Regions from separate parts of the Sus scrofa genome. Here region 2 is linked to region 1. A link is a contact called in public HiChIP or PLAC-seq data. All regions are on one chromosome and are shown on one strand. Each heading gives the region's core, a stretch centred on a gene start, on an enhancer-like site or on the middle of the called end of the contact. The rest is flanking DNA. Distances are from core to core; before and after follow the strand shown. Region 1 holds the start of GOT1 (glutamic-oxaloacetic transaminase 1). Region 2 has its middle 21 kb from the start of NKX2-3.

Region 1 (3,684 bases), core at 1,120-3,619:
TTTATTTCAAGATGGGCACTTTGCTGGAGGGACAGGGCTCAAGACAGAAAGGTACAGAACTTAATCTCCAAGAAGCATATTTTTGAGGATAAAAGTTCCAGACTTGGATCCCACACAGTCTGCAGTTCCTTTCCCCTAAAGGAAATCCGGTAACTGTTCGCTCCTTTCTAAAATTCAGAACAGGTATCATGGAGACATGAAGAAAAACTGCAAATGGTAGTTTCTTTGCTCCTATTAGCACTGACTTGGTTATGGAGCTGCTTAGGTTGCCAATAAATATTTATTTGGACTTAGCTAAGTTAACAATGTTTAGGTAACCCAGGGTTGCTTTTCCTCCAGGGAATGACGTAAGGAGTGACCATGATACTGTTGGCCAACCCTGTGATCATACTTTTGAATCAAACTCCGGGGGAGTTCCCGTCGTGGCGCAGTGGTTAACAAATCCGACTAGGAAAGATGAGGTTGCGTGTTTGATCCCTGGCCTCGCTCAGTGGGTTAAAGATCCAGTGTTGCCGTGAGCTGTGGTGTAGGTCGCAGACGCGGCTCAGATCTGGCATTGCTGTAGCTCTGGTGTAGGCTGGTGGCTACAGCTCTGTTTAGACCCCTAGCCTGGGAACCTCCATATACCTCGGGAGAGGCCCCAGAAAAGACAAAAAAAAAAAAAAAAAAAAAAACCCAAAAAAACCTCCAGGAAGGCTGGGACATAGAACATCCCACTCAGCAGTTGGCCTTTGCCTCTGCTTATGGAAGCACTGAAAGTTCACTGTCATTTCACCTTCAGCATTGAACTTGCAATCTTAGAGGAAAATGTTAATTCAACACTGTGAAAAGTTATCTTTAAAAACAGGCTGTTTCTGAAAAGATGCAGATGATACAAAGGTTGGCACCTGTTGCACAAAGGTCTTTTGGATTACGTTTATTACTTTGCATGAATGTTTGAGGTTTGTTGTGTTATCCAATGAATAGAGACTGAGATATTGCTTTTTTTCTGAAAAGCCTTCCACTACTTATTGAATACTTACCAAGTGCAAGAAACTGAAGGAGACCAATACAGGGCAAGTTCTCTAGCCAGAAGGAGCTTACCATCTACAAGGGGTGTGGCAGATACGCAATGACAATAGCTAATATTGCGGGAGTGCTTACTATATGCAACTAAACACTTCATACATATTAACTCACATAATCCCCACAACAACCATAAGGAAAGTACTATTATCTCCATTATATGGAGCATGAACAGAGAGGTTAAGTAGCTTGCCTAGATCTGCCCAGATTAGTAAATGGCAGCACTAGAATTTAAACCTAGGTTGTCTAGCTCCAGAGCTAGGTTCTTAACTGGGCATTTTCTAAAACTGTAATATTGCCAACAAGATACAGAAGCATAGGAAAGGGAGATGAATTTTAACCAGAGTGAGGGTTAAGGCATAGCTTTATGGAGGAGGCATTTGTTCTGGATCTTGAAGGTCAATAGGTGGAGAGAGGGGTTGGGGAAGGAACAGGCAGACTAAAAGAAGATTTTGGGTACCAGCCAGCTGATGGCAGCAAGATCTGGTTGAGTGCCTGTGTGGGAGAAAAGCTGGAGGGGGCGGCTGCGCCCATATTCTCAAGATCCTTGAGGATCAAGCCCTGTCAGATAGGAAGGGGAGAAAACGCCCGCAATTGGAAGAGTGGCAGAAAGGAACTCCTGGACACTTCCTCTTATCTTGCCTTGCTTTGCCTCTCGTCATGTCTTGCCTCCTGTCTGAAACCAAGGCAGGTGGCCCACCCACATTTCTCTCAGGCAGAGAAGGTCAAGGTCGCCCGCGCGGGCTCCGGAACGGCACGATTGGCAGAGGACTCCCGTCCCGAGTGCAGACGCCGGATTTGGCTGCTAGCCTGAGCCAGGCCAGGATGGGTCAGGAATGTACGCACTCTGCGGCGTGGCAGCTAGAACACCAGTTCTGTGGGTACCAGAAGGCCGGTCCTCCGGAATTCCCGCGGGCCACCGCCTGCTAATCTCTTGGCCCTTGAAGGTCGAGGAAACCGCCTCGCGGTACGACTGCCGCTCGGCTCCTTCCTTCAGCACCGGTAGGGCCAAGGAACAACAGCCTCAGTGATAGGAGGACGCTCTGCCAATCAGCCATAGACCCGCCCCATCTCGGCCGGCGTACAGTGCATTGGTTGCATCATTACCGGCCTCTGACAAGGTTCTCTTCTTGGATTGGCTAATAGCATCCCCTCCCTCCTGGCCTTTTTTGTCAGAAGCTCACGATTGGTTAACAGCTTTGCCAAACTCCCGACACGGCTCGACCATTGGAGGCCGTGGGCCCGCCCCCGCCTACTAGGTGAAGGTGAGAGTCTCCTCCAGTTGCAGCGGTTGGACGGTACCGAGCGGCTCCGGGCGCGAGGTGAAAGCTCCCGGCCGACTCCTGCTCTCTAGCTATGGCACCTCCATCAGTCTTTGCCGAGGTTCCTCAGGCCCAGCCGGTCCTTGTCTTTAAGCTCATTGCTGACTTCCGGGAGGATCCGGACCCCCGCAAGGTCAACCTAGGAGTGGGAGGTAAGGATGCAGTGCCCAAGTGTGTGAACAACCTGGGAGTGGAGCGGACCTAACTTGGGCTATGGGGACCGTAGGAGATGCCGAGGCCCACCTTGGTTCTGTCGGAGAGGTGGCAAGATCCACGAGGCTTGGTTCCATCTGCCCATTTTACAGATGGCCATATGGAGTCCTTGAAAAAGGGAGACGTATCTATGTACACACAGGAAGGTGTAGCAATCAGGACACAAACTCAGTTTTTCCGATTCTCTATTGTGTGTGTTATACTGCGTCCTTTCCCTAGGGAAAGGATGATTGAAAGGAGAGAGGGGAAAATAGAACGTTTGATATCAGGCTTGGAGACCTGATAGCTGGGGAATGGATAAAGGAGAACTCGTAGTCCTAGGGAGCGCTGATCTGGGTCGGTAAATATTTGACTGACTACCAGGTGTCAATCAGGCACTTTACCAAACCCTGTAAAAGACTGAGGCTTGGTTTTGGCTCCAAGGAGATTAAAATCAGCAGTGATAAAATAGAGATCTAAAATTCTTTCGAGACACGTTAATGCTCTTTGGGACGATCTGGGAAGAATGTGGTGGGAACGGGCAGGGATGGTGAAAGGAGTGGAAAGAATATAGATGGTGAAAAGGAGTGCGATGCATCACTTTGCACACATCTTTGTCTTTATTTCTTGTTTGTCTTTCTTGGACCTTGGATAGGTCAGAGCATGGGCCTTCAATTTGCCTTACTGCTAAGAAAAAGACTTGGACTGGAGTGCCTCTGAAATTTAACTCTAATCTTAATCTTCTCTGGTGAATGTATTATTTCTGTCACTGTCATTTGGATGTTTGAAGCCACACAGACACTCAACAACACCCAAAGACCAGCCAGGGAGAAGAGAGTGAATAGGATGATGTTCTGTGCTAGGGAACAAACTTAGAGCAAAAGGACTAGAAATTTTGAAAAGAGAAAATTGAACTGTTTTGTAGCAGAGACGCAGTGGCGAGAAGGAGGTTCAGAATTAGGTGTCTTACAAGTGACTGTGTCTGTCCATAGGACCTGTTAAAGTCTTCACCAAGGAGTATGGGGGATGAGTGAGAAGAAAGCCTTTAGAAAGTTCTTGGTTTGTTGAAAGCTGGATAATGGGTACATGGGCATCCATTATATTA
Region 2 (3,461 bases), core at 879-3,378, 100 kb before region 1:
GATCACTTTGGTAGGTGCATGAAGAAGGGCTCAGAGGCCACAGAGTGGAAGTGGTTGAAGCCCCAATCCCAGTGCCTCCAGTTGTGACTGCATTTGGAGATAAAGCCCATAAAGAGGTAATGAAATTCAAGTGAGGTCATTAGGGTGGCTCCTAATCTGATATGACTGGTATCCTTAAAGGAGAGATTAGGAAGTCCGTGTGAAGACACAGGGAGAAGACTGCTACCCACAGGCCAAGGACAGAGGCCTCGGAAGAAATCAACCCTGCAGACGCCATGATTTCGGACTTGCAGCCTCCAGACATGTAAGAAAATAAAATTCTGGAATTTAAGCCACCTGGTCTGTGCTCTTTTATTGTCACAGCTTAAGCAGACTAATATAAGTGGGATGTCCACTTAGGAGGTCACCAAAGGTGTCAGGCTGGAAGATGATGGTGGAGGGTCCTTGAGGGAATGAAAAGGAGATGGAGCAGACTGGATGATTCCAGAGAGAGCTTAGAGTATAATCTACAGAACTAGAGATGGAGGGAGTTCCTGTCGTGGCTCAGTGGTTAACGAATCCGACTAGGAACCATGAGGTTGTGGGTTCTATCCCTGGCCTTGCTCAGTGGGTTAAGGATCCTGGGTTGCTGTGGCTGTGGTGTAGGCCAGAAGCTACAGCTCTGATTAGACCCCTAGCCTGGGAACCTCTATATCCCGCGGGAGCAACCCTAGAAAGACAAAAAAAAAAAAAAAGAAGAAGAAGAACTCAAGATGGAGGGATCAGAGATGGTCAGATCAGGCTGGTCTGGACAGGTGATGATGGACATGGGGAAACACTAGGGAGAAACAGGGGTGACAGGAGAAGCAAAATACCTTAGCATGACCTCCATGGCTTTTCACCTTCTCAACGATATCAGAGAGAACATCGGCTGACCGCCCCCTCCAAAAACTAACTAATTAAACAATCCAACATAGAATTTTAAATGAATAGACCTCATTCTTAGTTAGGACATTTTTAGGTTTAGAGAAAAATTGAGCAGACAGAAGAGAGAGTTCCCATACACCCCTCTCCTCTGCACAGCGTCCCCCATTACACCAACCTAAGTTCTAAAGCCAAAGGAAACTGTTCCTAGAATCAAAATAAAGCCTATGCCTTTCTCCCTGTTTCTCCCCCAACAAAGAGATGGCTTCAGTGTGAGAAAGTGACACCAGCAGCACAACCTGCCCCGAGCTCTCCCTCAAGCCCCTCTCCCACTAGCTTCCCACCTTTCCTTTGACAGAACTAGTTTTCCCTTTCTTCACTTAGCCTGGCCAACTCCTATTCATTCATCAAATCTTGGCTCATGTGTCACCCCCTCCCAGAAGCCTGTCTTGATTGGCCACCCACCCCTCCCCATCTTGGGCCAATAACACCCTGTATGACCCACAAGTTATTCGTTCCCATCCTCGAGGCAGGAAACTGTTCTTCATGAATGTGCACCCTCCACCCCCCTCCCCTGCCCCCATGAGACGGTAACAAACTGCAGGGCAGGGACCTGGCTTATTGTGTCTGTATCCCTTAGATCTGGAGGTGCCGTAGCTGCGGTGCAGGCCGCAGCTGCTGCTGCTCATGTGCTGCAGGTGTTGCTGTAAAAAGAAAAAAAAAAGAAGAAGAAGGAAGGGAGGGAGGGGAAGGAAGAAGAAAAGGGAGGGAGGGAGGAAGGAAGGAAGGGAGGGAGAGAGAGAGGGGAAGGAAGGAAGGAGGAGGGAGGGAGGGAAGGAGGAAGGAAGGAAGGGAGGGAGAGAGAGAGGGGAAGGAAGGAAGGAGGGAGGGAGGGAGGAGGAAGGAAGGAAGGAAGGAAGGGAGGGAGAGAGAGGGGAAGAAGGAAGGGAGGGAGGAAGGAGGAAGGGAGGGAGGGAGAGGAGAGGGGAAGGAAGGAGGAGGGAGGGGGAGGGGGGGGGGAGAGAGGGGGGAGGGGAGGGAGGGAGGAGGGGAGGAAGGGAGGGAGGAAAAGAGGAAGAGAACAAAGTGTTCTCAGGAATTCAAGACTTAAACCTCAAAGCCAGTCAGCAAGGCTGCCTGCTAATTGCAGATCACAGCCTTCTTGGGAAGAGGAGTCACATGGCAGATTGCAGAAGGTACTTAGAGGATGCAGGGGGCGGACACTAACAGGAACAGCTGCTTGCGGTGAGCTGTTGCCCAACATGTCAGCGCCGGAGGTGCTGGGTGCGTACTGAGTGCTGAAAGGAAAACAGATCATCTTCTGTGTGCATGGCCCATATCCCTGACCCCTCCATTAGAGTGACCTATTGTGTGTGAACGTGAATCTGACATGTAATCTATAGACTTTGGTCCACCTGGTAGATGAGTGTTGCTTAAATGATCTAGCATCTCCCTGGAGGTCACAATTCCACTTAACTGGTAACTGAGTCTTATCACACTGCTCGAATTCTATTTCTGATGATACCCTAACATGATACACCCAGTGTAATGTATCTGTTGTGCTTGACACATAGGTTCTACTCAAGGTTTTGCCATGAACAGGCTGGGTGACTTTGGAGAAACATGCAGTTTCTCTGGATCTCCATTTTCTGTCTGGGGGCACTGAAGTGATCTATTTGCTTTCTCCAGAAAACTCCAGGGATGCGAGGGTGGGGGCAGGCTGGGAACAAAGCAAGGAGCCTGGCATAGGATTTGAAAACTTCCTTGATGCTGGTATCCTGAGCATTTCCTCCTGATGTTAATCAAATGAGTGCTACCTTGCTGGCTCTCTTGCATTGGATAAACTGGGGGGGGGGGGGCTCTCTATCCTTTGAAAGAGAAAGATCACTGATGCACGGAAAAAAGTACTATAGTTTATATACAAATAAAAAGGCAATTTAATATAACTGCTGTTTCCATGATTGAATTGCCTTATTTTTCAATACAAATAATAGAATAATAGACCACATCAAGCTATCAAATATTCCCTTTTTATTTTATTTTATTCTTTTTTTTTTTTTTTTTTTTTTGGCCTTGCCCACAGTGTGCGAAGGTTCCCAGGCCAGGGATCAAACCTGCACCACAGCAGTGACAACACCAGCTCCTTAACCCTCTGAGCCACCAGGGAACTCCAAGCTATCAAATAATCTTTCATTTCAAATTATAGGTCAGTTAGTACAGAAAGGGAGAAGTGAGGGAAGAAAGAAGGAAGGGAGAAGGAGAGAGGAAGATAGAATGCCTAGCAGAGGTTTAAAGAGGAAGAGGCAGAGAGAAAGAGAGAGGCAGAAGGAGGATGGAGGAGGGGGAGGGGAGGGGAAGGAGAAGTGGATGGAGAGAGCTAAGAACATCAGGGGAAACAGACGAAAACGCGTCTAAATGTCCTTCGCAGCCCTGCTCCTGCCCAGGGCTGTCATCTTTCATCACAGGGTTATTTGTTCTCACTTGCCCTCGAGTGTGAGTCTCTAATTCATCACTGTTCGCAAGCCAGGTCTTCATCTGCACTTTTAGTGACTTAAGGA

What was found. HiChIP or PLAC-seq counts read pairs in DNA pulled down with a chosen protein or histone mark.
Region 2: an H3K27ac HiChIP or PLAC-seq map of alveolar macrophages shows a contact between it and region 1. The contact joins the enhancer-like site here to the promoter of GOT1 in region 1. A contact is called at or near these places in 1 of 5 promoter capture datasets (liver), 16 of 47 Hi-C or Micro-C datasets (alveolar macrophages, blood, embryonic fibroblasts and 11 more) and 1 of 2 datasets of contacts at active chromatin or transcription factors (alveolar macrophages).

Annotation. Positions count from the first base shown.
Region 1 is chr14:110,634,510-110,638,193 of Sscrofa11.1, reverse strand. GOT1 (glutamic-oxaloacetic transaminase 1) reads left to right here and starts at 2,369. Exons shown (of 9, transcript NM_213927.1): 1 at 2,369-2,539. The coding sequence starts at 2,422.
Region 2 is chr14:110,739,173-110,742,633 of Sscrofa11.1, reverse strand. No RefSeq gene overlaps it. Among named protein-coding and RNA genes, the nearest start is that of NKX2-3, 21 kb to the right of the region's middle. Within about 2 kb of position 2,128, at least 10 of the 83 cell types and tissues checked have an H3K27ac peak or open chromatin away from gene starts, as enhancers often do. A contact at or near this core is called in alveolar macrophages, where this site is marked.